2 separate regions of the Mus musculus genome follow, and region 1 is linked to region 2. The links are chromatin contacts, called in public promoter capture Hi-C maps. All regions are on one chromosome and are shown on one strand. Each heading gives the region's core, a stretch centred on a gene start, on an enhancer-like site or on the middle of the called end of the contact. The rest is flanking DNA. Distances are from core to core; before and after follow the strand shown. Region 1 holds the start of Klhl25 (kelch-like 25). Region 2 holds the start of Slco3a1 (solute carrier organic anion transporter family, member 3a1).

Region 1 (6,466 bases), core at 3,321-5,820, 1.3 Mb after region 2:
AATTAAATATGATTTAAGCTGGCTATGGTGCTGCAAAAATTTAATCCCAGCTCTCTGGAGACAGAACCAGGAAGATCATAAGGCTCACCTCTAGGGATTCCACCCACTTCCTTTGAGTCATGGTCTACTCTTAGCCTGGAACTTGCCATCTTGGCCAGGCTGACTGCTGCTCAGCATCACATTGCAATCCTTCTGTCTCCTGGGGTCACAAACACTTCATTCCACCAAGTCCATCCTTTAAGCACATGTTTTGGGGATCAACTTATGTTTGCAAGGCAAGGAATCTGCTGATTAATTATTGCCCCATCCCCATTTCAGAATTTTTAGGACTTTAAACTAGCTGGGTGTGGTGGCATGCAGCTTTAATCCCAGCACTTGGGTGGCAGAGGCAGGTGGATCTCTATGAATTTGAGGCTAGCCTGCTCTACACAGCGAGTCCCAGGTTAGTCAGGGCTAGGTAGAGAGAACTTGAAAGACTTTAAAATGTGGGTTACCTAAAACACTAGATAGATGGCGATCTTAGTAGGGATAGAGTAGGGTGTGGTTGACACCAGGCACCTGTCCTTTCCTCTTGCACGTTAACAGAGCCCCGACTTTGCTTGAAGAAGGAAAATATTTACACAAAAGTTCACATTGTCCAGCTGCCCTTGCAGAAACAAACTGGTATTTTATTTGTGTCATATTTAATTTTGCCCTTTCTGTCATATGCTGTATAAGAGAGTTCTGAGCAGGTGAGGATCTGGGGAGAGGAAAGGTGGGAAGGAGCTGCAGGGAGCAGAAGGAGGGGAAACTGTGTGGAGATGCATTGTCTGAGAGAGGAACCTATTTCCAATAAAAAAAAAAGTTCAGCATGACACACGGTTTATTTTTTTATTGGTTATTTTATTTATTTTCATTTCAAATGTTATCCTCCTTCCTGGTTTCTCCTCTGTGAACCCCCTATCCCATCCCCTTCCCCCACTTCTATGAGGGAGCTCCCCTATCCACCCATCCACTCCCACCTCACTGCCCTAGCATCCCTCTATGCTGGGGCATCGAACCTCTACTGGACCAAGGGCCTCTACTTCCATTGATACCAGATTAGACCATCCTCTGCTACATAAGCAGCTGGAGCCATGGGTCCCTCCATGTGTACTCTTTGGTTGGTGGTTTAGTCCCTGGGAGCTCTGGGTGGTCTGGTTGGTTGATATTGTTGTTCTTCCTATGGAGTTGCAAACCCCTTCAGCTCCTTCAGTCTTTTCTCTAACTCCTCCATTGCGGTCCCCTTGCTCAGTCTGATGGTTGACTGCAAGCACTCACATATGTATTGGTCAGGCTCTGGCAGAGTCTCTCAGGGGACAGCCATACCAGGTTCCTGTCAGCAAGCACTTCTTGGCATCAGCAATAAATGACACAAGATTTATTAGTAGTACTTCAAAACCGTAAGGCCTACTGTGGCAGTTTGAATAGGAATGGCCCCCACAGACTCATGTGTTTGGATGATTGGCCTATAGGGAGTGACACTATTAGGAGGCTTGGTCTTGTTGGGATAGGTGTGAGCTTGTTGCAAGAAGTGGGAAATTGTGGGGGGCCAGCTTTGAGGTCTCCTCTGCTCAAGCTTAAATAGCAGGCCAGCCCCAATTAAATGATTTCCTTTACAAGAGTTGCCATGGTCATGGTGTCTCTTCACGGCAATAAAACTCTAAGACACCAAGTATGTGTAGCACGGAGGCTTCTGAGTTAACTGTGGTGGGCCTGCACCCCAGAACTCCATGTGTGTTGGGCTGGCTTGGCAGGTAGGGGCTTTGATAGTTGTTGCGTCCGCTCTCGACCAGCAAGAGCGACACGACCACCAGTCCTTCTAACAACAGTTTATTCAGCAAACTTCAGTCTTCCTCTCTCTTGTTTCAACTTTATCTCTCTTTACTTTATCTCTCTCTCTAACCCGGGCCTCTCACTCTTATATACTCTCAGCCCTCATCCGATACTCATGGCAGGCCATGTCACCTCACCAGGCACACAGCTTCAGCTAATCAGGGCAGCAGGGGCATGTCTCCACCAAAATGGATTCACCAGTATCCTGGTGCACCTGCGCAGCTCTCACGGTGATTGTGGCTTATTTTCAGGTGTATGAGGAAGTCAGGTGCAAGTCATAAGACTTAGCTGCAGTCCCTGGCGCCTTCTTGGGACTGCTGCCACACCCGCTCCTCACAGATAGGGGGATGCTCCAGGGTCTGTGCTAATGCTGAGGCAGATGGCAAAACAGGCTCATTTCTTTCTTTCCTGGCTTCCTCTCTAAATTCAATAACTCAATACATGTTCTTGGCTCTGATTTCTTTTTATTGGCTATATTTGCTTTTAATGTATGCCACTACCTAATTTAGGCCCCAGAGTTGAAGACTGAAACAGTGATAATGTGAGCCAGATTTCTGATGCTTGGCATGTGTAAGTTCACAGACAGTCTTAAAAAAAAATACTCAATGCTTATGAACTTGCTAAGAATCAATTTTGCATGGGAGGCTTCATCCAAGCAATAATTATATAAATGCTTTTGCTTTAGGAAATTGGCAGGGCACCTATAACTATAAATGCTGACTGTCATTCATTTAATGAAACAATTATTTGATGCTGCCCTGTCCCTTTGGAAAGTTTCTTGCCAGCACATTAGACCACCGATCAGCTCTGGCCAAGGCTCCTCTTAAATATGGGAACCCTTCCATCTTAAATGTCTCCAGATCTAGGCGGTATGGAGACACCCTCTTGAGCATTTACTGGCTCCCAAGCCCTCCATCTTTACAATAATCCTGTAGGAAAGGTTTAATGATACTCCTTCTGCCTGCAAGAACCATCCATCAGAGCATCACATAGTGGGGTGTGGTGCGGTGAGAAGAAAGAAGCCGATGGAACTTCAAGACCAGATTACAAGGTCTCAGAATTATAGCACACAGGCAGGCAGGCAGGCAGGCAGGCAGGCAGGCAGGCAGGCAGGCAGTCTCTCTCTCTCTCTCTCTCTCTCTCTCTGACATAGAAATCTAGAAAATATCCTCCCTCCCTTTTTTTTTTTTTTTTCCTTTAAGACAGGGTTTCTCTGTGTAGCCCTGGCTGTCCTGGAATCAACTTTATAGATCAGCTGGTGTGGAAATCAGATTGGCATTCCTCTGCCTTGTGTGCTGGGGTTAAAGGAGTAAGCCCCCACCGCCCAGGTCTAGTAACTCTTTTAATTAATTAATTAAATGTATGTGAGTACACTGTAGCTGTACAGATGGTTGTGAACCTTCATGTGGTTGTTGGGAATTGAATTTTTAGAGTCTCTGCTCGCTCCGGCCCAAAGATTTATTATTATACATAAGTACACTGTAGCTGACTTCAGACGCACCAGAAGAGGGCGTTCTCATTACAGGTGGTTGTGAGCGCCACTCCCCAGCTCATCTAGTAACTCTTAAATGAACTAATGGATGCGTTGGGCAAGTGTGATGTCTACTCTTGATCCTCAACTTGATTATATCTGGAGTAGCTAAAACCCAAGCAGCTGGGCTCACCTGTGAGGGATTTTTTCCTGGTTGGATCATTTGAGATAGGAAGACCCTTTTTTTTTTTTTTTTGAGCCAATTTCATTCTTTTTTTTTTTTCCATTTTTTATTAGGTATTTAGCTCATTTACATTTCCAATGCTATACCAAAAGTCCCCCATATCCACCCACCCCCGAAGACCCACCCTAAATCTGGGCACCTTCTAGCGGCAGCCTGGAAAAAGGACCTGGAAGAAGCAAGCTTTTGCTCTTTGTCTGCCCTTAAGTTTCACAGGTAGGGTCATTCTTTCATTGTATTATAGCCAACTTCTTCTGAATTCCAAGGTATACTGAAGACCAGCTGAAGCATCCAGCCTCGTGGACTGACAGTTGGACTCTCAGACGTTATATCCGGAGACAGCCATTGTTGGGCTACCCCGGCCACAGCCTGAAAGTTACTCTAATAAATTCCATATGTGTGTTGTATGTATGTATGTATGTATGTATGTATGTATAGATATAGATTTACTCTATCAGTTTTGTACCGCTGAGAGTTCTAATAGTGAAGGATATTTGAAGGGTTAAAAAAAAGTTTAGGAAGAAATTTCCACCGGCTTGACAGAACAGCTGAAGCTTAAAGTCCTCTCCCTTGAAATCTGGGAATTCCCAGTATAGACAGGGATTCGTGTCTGTAGAAATTCCCTCGCATCGAAACTAGCCGGGAGGGAAAAAGGATTTCCTTAACATAGGAGCGATTAGATTGCTGGTCTTTAAAAAGATCAACAACGGCTGTGATTCGGTAACAGAAAGAAGAATGCGTGTGATCGACAAAGACCTTCCTTAAGAGAAGCTCTAGAACAGGTCGTGTTGCTTTCTCCCAACTCTGGCCACCAGAACAGAAAGGCAATGGCCTGTCCCTTTAAGAATCTGGTGGCAGTCGCTTTCCTCTCCCCGCCCCGCCTTCCGCGGCACCGATGGCCTGGACGACCGTCCCTTTCTTCTCACGCGACTGTATTACGGGTCAGTCGACCCATCCGTCACAGAGGCGCGGTTTATGATTGGTTGCTGCGCTTCGGGCCGCGAGGCGGGGCGGGAAGGCCGGAGAAACTAGTTTGTTGGCAGCGCCCGTGCGGTTCGGCTACGGGATCGCGGCCGGGACTGGTGAGCCGGCCGGGGGCGGCGGCAGCGGCGGGGACTGCAGAGCCTGTGGGGCCGCACGGTGAGGATCAGGTCGGAACTTGTCACCGGGACAGCGAGCGATCCTGCTCGAGGATCGCCGGGCAGGGCGTAGGACCGCAGGCCCAGTTCACTGGGTCGGGGAAGTGGGTGCTGACCTGGGAGCGCCCCTCGATCGAGCTTGGGGACCCCGTACTGTTATGTTCAGAGCTCCCGCCAAGGGAATGAATTGTTTTCCAAACGGATGTTACGCGCAGGAGCGGCTACCCTCTCCCGGGAGTGTTTGATTCATTGAGTCCGCTGATTCTCTTTTTTAAAAAAATTACTATTGATCCTAGAAAGAGGAAACTGCTTGTCTTCGAGGATGCGAACCGTGCAGCTTTGTGCACACACCTAGCCAAGGTCCCCGCGACTTGCTTGTACCTAGCCAGGGCCGAGGGGTTAAACCAGGGAAGAGTAGACAGCAGGGCCTGGCCGTGTGGCCCGCAGCATAGGGTCCTTCCTGTCTGGAAAGTTGTCTATCAAGGGAGAGTGGTGACACTCCCGGAGCCATACGCCCCTACCTACCCAGGTGGTGGCCGATCTGGCAGGGCCGTAGCAAGTAGTCCACCCCCCCCTCCCCCCGCCATCCCATTCCCCTCCTCCCATGCGTTGCCCTGGCGCGAGAATTCCGCTGTGGTCTGCAAATCCCCACTGGACTAGTCTCCTTCATAGCTGTATTAGAAGCTTTTTCCTACTCGGGAATTGTGCCTACTGGGGCACCAGACACTTGGGTGCAAGTGCCTCAAGGACCTCAAAGTGGATTCTCACAGTCTTACTTTTTTTTCTTTTTTTCCTCTCCCGGTTTTAGTCTTGTTATAAACGTCAGGCCAGCCTTGAGCATGAAATCTCTGGTCCCAGTCTCCTGAGAGCTGGGTTTATAAGCAAGTGCCACCTTACCAATCTGGGAGACTTTCTAGAGACTCGAGCACAGGAAGTTGGGGGGAGGGGCGGACTCTCGGGGGCTTTGTAGTTCATCTGTACTTTGGGGAGACCAGAGGCCAAGTTGCTTTGGCCAAGGTTCATTGGGCACTAGTTCTCCCTCCATGCTCAGGGCAGGACAAGGTATGCCAGATGTCTGGGCTCTTCACCCCTGGAGTAAGACGGGGAGGGAGGGGCACTTGGCACCTGACCCTCTAGTTTGCTGAGCCTCTTTCATAAGCGGCACAGTTATGCTGGGAGGACTTTTTATGGGTGTTGCTGAAAGCTTGTGTCAGGGGACAGAGGAGGGAGGACCCACGGTGCTCTTATCCTACAGTAGATTTGGTCCCTCTAAGACAGGGTTGTGGAGATCACAGGCTTTGTCTGTGGAGATGGGCAAAGTCACTTTTGTCCCAGCCCTGTAATTATTGATATTTCAGCTGAGTCCTTTATCAGCAAGCCAGTCCAGGGAGATTGTTCAAAAAAATTGTGGAGGATGGACAGACGAAATCTTTTTCATGGGCATCGAACTGCAACTGGGTTCCTTGCGCCATGCAGCGGTGCAGGATCCGTGTGCAAGTTGTGTGTTCCACGGTGGCTCAGTTCCTGTTGATGGCATCTTAAGCCTGTGCCACCAGTGTAGGGAGAGAAAAGTAGGAAGACAAAAAGAAATGCCCCCGTGTGCGCTGTAAAGTAAATGCATCCTTCCTGTCTTAGAGGGAGGAGGGCGGCCTGGAGCAGTGAGCTTGCTATGTATGCAGAGACGGCTTTAGTCAAACTAATCATTTGAGCAGATGATATTGAGACCCTGCTTTCAGAAAGGAGGAGGTGCTGGCTCATGGA
Region 2 (6,202 bases), core at 815-3,314:
CTGGTGTAAGGCAAAGAAGCTGTTAAACAGGAGCCAGCTGTTGATCGAATAAACTGCCTCTTTTTACACGAAGACCTGCTTAGATATAATTTAGTTTGCATATGCTTCGGTACGGAGTCACACTTATCAGTAGGAATGTGCATTTGCCTCTAGAGACACATGTAACTTCTAAGTGTTTTAACAGTCAAATCTCTTCTTTAAAAAAGCTGCTTCTCCAAACATCATCATCCTCACCAAGCAAAGGCCACAGTCTACAGCTTAGTATGACAACCACAGAGAAAAGGAATACGTTTGGGAAAACAGAATACTCAAATGTTCTTTTGGCCCCAGGGTTCAGGGACAATATTATACACAAGACAGAAATGGGGAGTTAAAAACTGTTTATCTGGGAAAGGGTGACAAAAATGCATACGATTTCTCAAATGCTCTACAGTTCAGTCACCCCAGGAACAGAATTGACTCTGTAGAGCCCCACCCCCACTTCCAAGTCACCACATAACTATCTTTAACCAAGCGCTATGTCCCTTCATCTTATTAGCCTGTAGGAGCCTTGGGAAACTGTTGAGAGTTCTGGCTACTCAGCGTCTGGCCCTCATTAACTTTAACCCTGGGCCAGGAATGAGGGATTCATGATAGCATCAGGATACACATAGCTCTATCTCTGGATGTGGTTATCCAACCGCTTTTGAAATCTTGTCCAATTCGATCTCCATCAAATGTGCTCACTAACACTTAAAATCTATGACATTTGATTCCAGTTTCAGGTCAATAGCCAAGTAATGATTTAACACTATCCACTCGAAGACATCTTTTCCTGGGTAGACAGAATAGGTCTGGAAGTGCACTGTCTGAAACTCAAGTGCGGACCACCTGAGCAAGACAGAAGAAAGCGACAAAGTAGGTACTTGGTAATCCTTACAAGTGGATTCCCTGGGCATAGTAGGTGTCCATGGGCCTTTGGGCATCAATAATCCCTTTCTGGAGACAAATAAAGCAAATACATATTGTACAGATGATCCACTCCCCGTGTGGGCGAGCGACCATGATGGGGAATTAAGGTAGAACTACAGAAACTCGCAGCTGCTCTCCAGGTACTATAACTTTATCCCTCCACAGAAAGATGGCTATTGGGATCTGGGTGGGACTAGTCCCCCTGCAGTTACCGCTGAGCTCAGGGCCACACTCGGGCGCCTTTTAAATTCCCCCAGCAATTGGTGGATGGAGAAAGAGCCAGGGGGAAAAAAGATGCATAATGATTCGTTCACCGGGCGGATGAAACGGAGAGTAGAGGACGCAGGATGCTAACTGGCTTTTCCTCCCATGTGCAGGTCACCTGAACCGCGATGCCTTCCAGTCTCTGAGGAGGCTCCCTGAACTCGCCATATGGCTCCGTTTTCAAGAGGGGAGAAGAAACAGTTTCATGCCCACCTGCCTGCGGCATCTCCTTTCAGGCACCCCTTCCCTAGCCCCTGCCCGGCGCGCGAGCTGCCGGCATCCACGGTCCCGCCCGCTCCGAGCTCCGGCCGGCAGCTCCCCCGGCGGCCGCCTCTGCACCAGTCGCCAACCTCCGTGCCGGGCCGAGGTCATGCCCGCCTGCCCCCGGAGCCGGCGAGGCCCCTTCCCGGTGCCAGGCGGCAAGCCCGAGAAGCGCCGGCAGGGAAGGGGGTCCGCCGCAGAGTTGGCACCCGGACTCACCAGGTAGGCGCCCACCGTACCCTGCGCCAGCATCAAGGCGCACTCAGACACCAGGAAGATCTTGATGTTGGAGAAGCAGGACACCTTCTTTTTCTTCTTCTTGTTCCTCTGCGCCTCGTCCCCCTGCAGCTCGCCGCTCCGGCCGCCGCCCGACGAGCCGCCCGGCTTCTTTCCCTGCATCCTTCCCCCGCCGCCGCCGCCGCCGCCGCTTTCCCGCTCGCCCCGGGTGTCGTGGCCGTTGCCGGGCGGGGGTGCGTGCCGCGAGGCTGCGTACTGTCCCCGCCCCGGGCCCGCGGCGGCCGCCCCCGTCCTGCCGCGGCTAGAGAGGTTGAAGGCTCCGCTCCTCGCTGCCGCCGCGCTAGCTCCCTTCCTCCTCCTCCTCCTTCTCCTCCTCCTCCTCCTCCGCCCTCCCTTCGCCGCCTCCTCCGGCTCGGGCTGTGCCAATCACAGGGACTCCTCGCGTCGCCCGCTGCTGCCGCCGCCTAGCCTCTCTCGGACTCTCGCCGTTGCCTTCACCGGCTTCCCCTGGCCCGCCGGCTTCGCTTGCCTTCACCCCTAGCGCCCCAAGCCCGGGCCGGGGCCTGATCGCCGCCTTGAGCCCCGGGCTGCGCCGCTACTGGCTGCGGGTGCGTCCCTGGGAGGCACGAGGGGACCTGCTTGGGGCACTAAGGGCTTGCTGATGGTCAAGGCCGGCGGGGTCTAACTACCCAGCGAAACTGCAAAATCCAGGAGTCCTGGTGGGGTAGGAGGCTGAGCGAGGAAGGTGCTACCCGGCCACTAGGAGGCATTGTGGGGCCCAGGGCACCAAGGCGGAAACTGGGTGGTACTAGGACTAGCAATGAGGTGCAGAGATGGGAGTATCCAGGCACCCTACTTCTAGTGCGGGTACCGGACTGCTAAGGCCGGAGAGAAGAAGCAATTTTCATAAAGAGAGTATCGCAGGAGCTGTATTCGGCTTGGTTTAGGGATTTCTAAGGACAGACGTTGTGCTCTGGGGCTCTGGAAGATGCCGAGATAGGAGCTGCCATTGGCTCCTTTGGTTTGCCAGCCTCTGCTCCTGCATTCAGTGGCTACTGGACATATCTAAACCGCCCATTCCCCGAAAATGGGAGAAAGAAACAGAACCTCTGAGAAGGGAAGTTAGAGCTTCAGGGAGTCTCACATCTTCCCCCAGCCTCCAAGTACAGGCAACTGCAGATCACAAGGACCCCAGCAGAGGGCCTTGTTTAGTTCTCCAGCGGCCTGCGGTTGGAGTTCAGGAAGGGATGAGCCACAAGCCTGCTGTGTCCCCACCCCTCTCCTGACTATTGTGGCCCTCCCTGGCTTGGCCTGAAGGTCAGCATGCAGCAGAGCCAATTGTCATCAGTCCTCCGCCCCTTGCTCCCCAGCATTCCCTAGGATTTTGGTCCACAAGGCGCCTCTGATAGGATGTACTGATTCAGGCAGCAGCGTTTGGAAGCTAAGAGAAAAGTGGATACGAACAGAAAATACCTAGCATTGTTGTCCACGTTAGTGATGGAGAAGCCAAAGCCTATTTGGAGAACTTTTCCTTGCTTTCCCAAGGGCCTATATCCCAATGCCAAGGCTTACATTCAATAGTGCATAGCAATTAGCACCGGCCATAATTTCTACTTTCTTCCAGAGAAATTGAGTAAGAATAGACGGTGGCACAGTGGGGGTGTGTTGTTTGCCTTACCATTTAAATATAAATTGCTTCATCCATCTGTCTTCCAGACATGACCTCACCTAGTCTTGGTGTGGTTTTCAATGTGCCTCCCCTTGTCTGGGGTACCTTCGGCCTAAATTACTCTCTGGCATCACTCTCTACAGTGTTCTTCTCTACCAGTGGTATTGTATCCTGGAGTTGTTAGGGTCAAAGCCTGTGTCCTGGCAGCCCTAAGAAGCTAGGCTCAGCCCCCTGTCTTCGGAATGCCAACTGAAGGAGCAAGTAACAAAAGAAGAGAAGAAAGATTATTCATTGTGGCTCCATTGGGAAGAAGAACAAATAGACAGGTCTAGTGATCTCCCCACTCTCTAACTGATTCTTCCATGTTCTGCATGAGCTTTAGGTACAAAAGGATATGAATCACTAAGTAGTCCAGGTCAAGGTACAGTCTTGCCCATCATTAACCCATCAACATCTGGGCTCCAGTCTGCTATGGGTGGTCTGACAAATTGTCAACTAGCTCTGCCAACTACCTTCCTGGAAGACAAGCTCCTCCTGTGGCTGGCACCTTGATCTTCTGGCAGCTTGAGATTGGTAGAGGAATTCCAATTCCTTCAGGACTGTTAATTCAATAGTCTGGTAGCCAAAAAGGGGGGGGGGGGCACACTTGTCTCTGGGCTCGTGTGTGGCTCTATTACACCATGGCTGAAATCCTTACTGTTTGGCTGTACCTTTCCCATCTCTGCCACCTCTGGGTATGCATTGCCAACCTTCTTTGGATCTTTTGCTTCTTGTTCTTGATCTTTCTCATGACTCTGCCCTTACATAGTCCCTCCTCACTAACCCTGATTCCTTTGGTGAGCTGGAAGACAGGGGGAATCTCCCTCTGAATGAGTCACAAGGCTGAAGGTTGAAATATCGGGGTGTGTTAGTCTTTGAGACTCATTTACATACCCTGCAATCACACAAATACCGATGTTCATTTTGTGCTTGCCTTGACCAAGCCCTCAGTATAGAGCAGCACCTTACCATAACCCCACAGCAACCTTCTAAACTAGATGGTGCACTTAGCCTTGTTCAGGGAGAAAACTGAGATCTAGGAAGGGGAACTAACTTGACCCATGCCACCCACTCACTCAGTCAAGGTTGGCAGAGCCAACAAAATGTCTACTGTTTCATCCTGCAGTCCTACCAGGAAGGTGAGAGTCACACCGTTCTCCTTAAAGGCAGAAATTCAGAGAGATGTAGTAGCTAGCCCAAAGTCACACACCAAATTGGAACAGGACTTCTGTCTCAGCCCGGGCTCTCTGCTTCAAATCACTTTGCCTCATGTAGACTCAGGGGAAGGCAACTTGACTTTATTTTAGATTTATAACATGAACTATCTTTAAATAAATTAGGCATAAATGCTGTCAGAGGTAGGGTTCTAGATTATGCATGTCTGTTCTTCCTGTCATTAATAGTAGCTGAGTATGAGTGCCATAATGCATCAGAAGATTTAGGAATCCACCAGGCTAGCTGCAGGCTTACAGTGTGGAAGAAGGAATTTTGAGCACTTAGTTCAATGCCCTTCCTCCTTTACTTGTCTTAGTCAAAACTGTGGCTCTAGGGTGATGGGATAGGTTTGTGGGCAAGAAGTACTTCCATTTTGCCATCCCCGACACACAAAGGAAGCAGGAGAAAACTAGCCACTATTGGGTCTGTTTGCACAACTCACCAAAGAAGCTTATCAAGTGGTTCTTTGACAGCTAATACCTTGAGAAAAAGTGACAAGTGGCTTTGTGGCCAAGGATGGAACCTGCACGGTCTAGCAGGAATTGATAGGGGACTGAATGAGAAGAGAAAGGAGAAAGGAAGATCCAGACCAGGGGCTTAGCTCTCCCGATGCCAGGGTCACCCCCCCCCCCCACACACACACCACTGTTAGAAATAGACAGTCCACAGTGACTTGGAGAGTAAGAAAATCAGAGCCTACAGTCCCAGGGCATTTCCTCAACAAGATGGCCTTTATATTGCCATAGAGAAACTGGAAACATTCCAGGGGCCACCTGAGGTTGTTTTTGGTCTACCTATCCCCTAGTGGTTAGTAGTAAATTTAGGAATGGGTCAGTGGTCAGTGTCCACAGAGACCTTGCACTTCTTTTGGATTTTCAACTACTTCTCTGGACCAGGTAACTCTTTAGAGTTACAAAGAGAATATTGCTAGTACGACCTTGGCTCTCAAATTCTTGTTAAGTTGGCTAATGACAGTATTCTGGGTATTGGAAAGCCACACAATCTTGAAATGTGACCCAGGAAAGCCAGAAGATTTGCTGACATGGAAAAACAAATTGACCTTGGAGTCCTAAAATATTAACATGAATAGGTAAATATGAGTGGTTAGTATTTGGAGAACTTGCCTCTTCCACTGAAGAAGAGAAGTGGGTTAAATTTTTTTGTGAATACACACACACACACACACACACACACACACACATTTTCACACCACATACACACATGCAATCACACATGCACACACAGAGACACAAACACACATATGCACACACACATAGACACAATCTCTCACACACTTACACACAAAATAACACAATCTTCCACTGTCACTGGGCTGTGGCAAGATTTCACAGCAAGTGGCCTCGATGTAAGTCAACTCACTGAGAAACTATTGTTCAAGTAATTCACATGAGTCATCTTTGCAGCTCAATTTTGTTCACAGGCAAATACAAGGTTGAAAAATAAATTCATAGAATGATGTCTGATTGTCATTGGAATGGAAAAATAGATGTTGAGTTTCTTACACTGCAGATGCCATATTTTTTTCAAAAGATATATGTATGTGTG

The links. Capture Hi-C pulls out chosen DNA fragments and counts their contacts.
Region 1: a contact with region 2 is called in a promoter capture Hi-C map of adipose tissue, with 2.5 times the contacts expected there. The contact joins the promoter of Klhl25 here to the promoter of Slco3a1 in region 2. A contact is called at or near these places in 4 of 39 promoter capture datasets (cranial neural crest, frontonasal cranial neural crest, hematopoietic stem and progenitor cells and 1 more), 1 of 484 Hi-C or Micro-C datasets (CD4 T cells) and 1 of 9 other capture datasets (adipose tissue).

The regions. Positions count from the first base shown.
Region 1 is chr7:75,843,768-75,850,233 of GRCm38.p6, forward strand. It overlaps Klhl25 (kelch-like 25), which reads left to right and starts at 4,571. Exons shown (of 3, transcript NM_001122780.1): 1 at 4,571-4,706. Gm51489 (a long non-coding RNA gene) reads left to right here. Exons shown (of 3, transcript XR_003946804.1): 3 at 3,833-3,945.
Region 2 is chr7:74,552,716-74,558,917 of GRCm38.p6, forward strand. Slco3a1 (solute carrier organic anion transporter family, member 3a1) reads right to left here and starts at 2,065. Exons shown (of 10, transcript NM_023908.2): 1 at 1,696-2,065. The coding sequence starts at 1,875.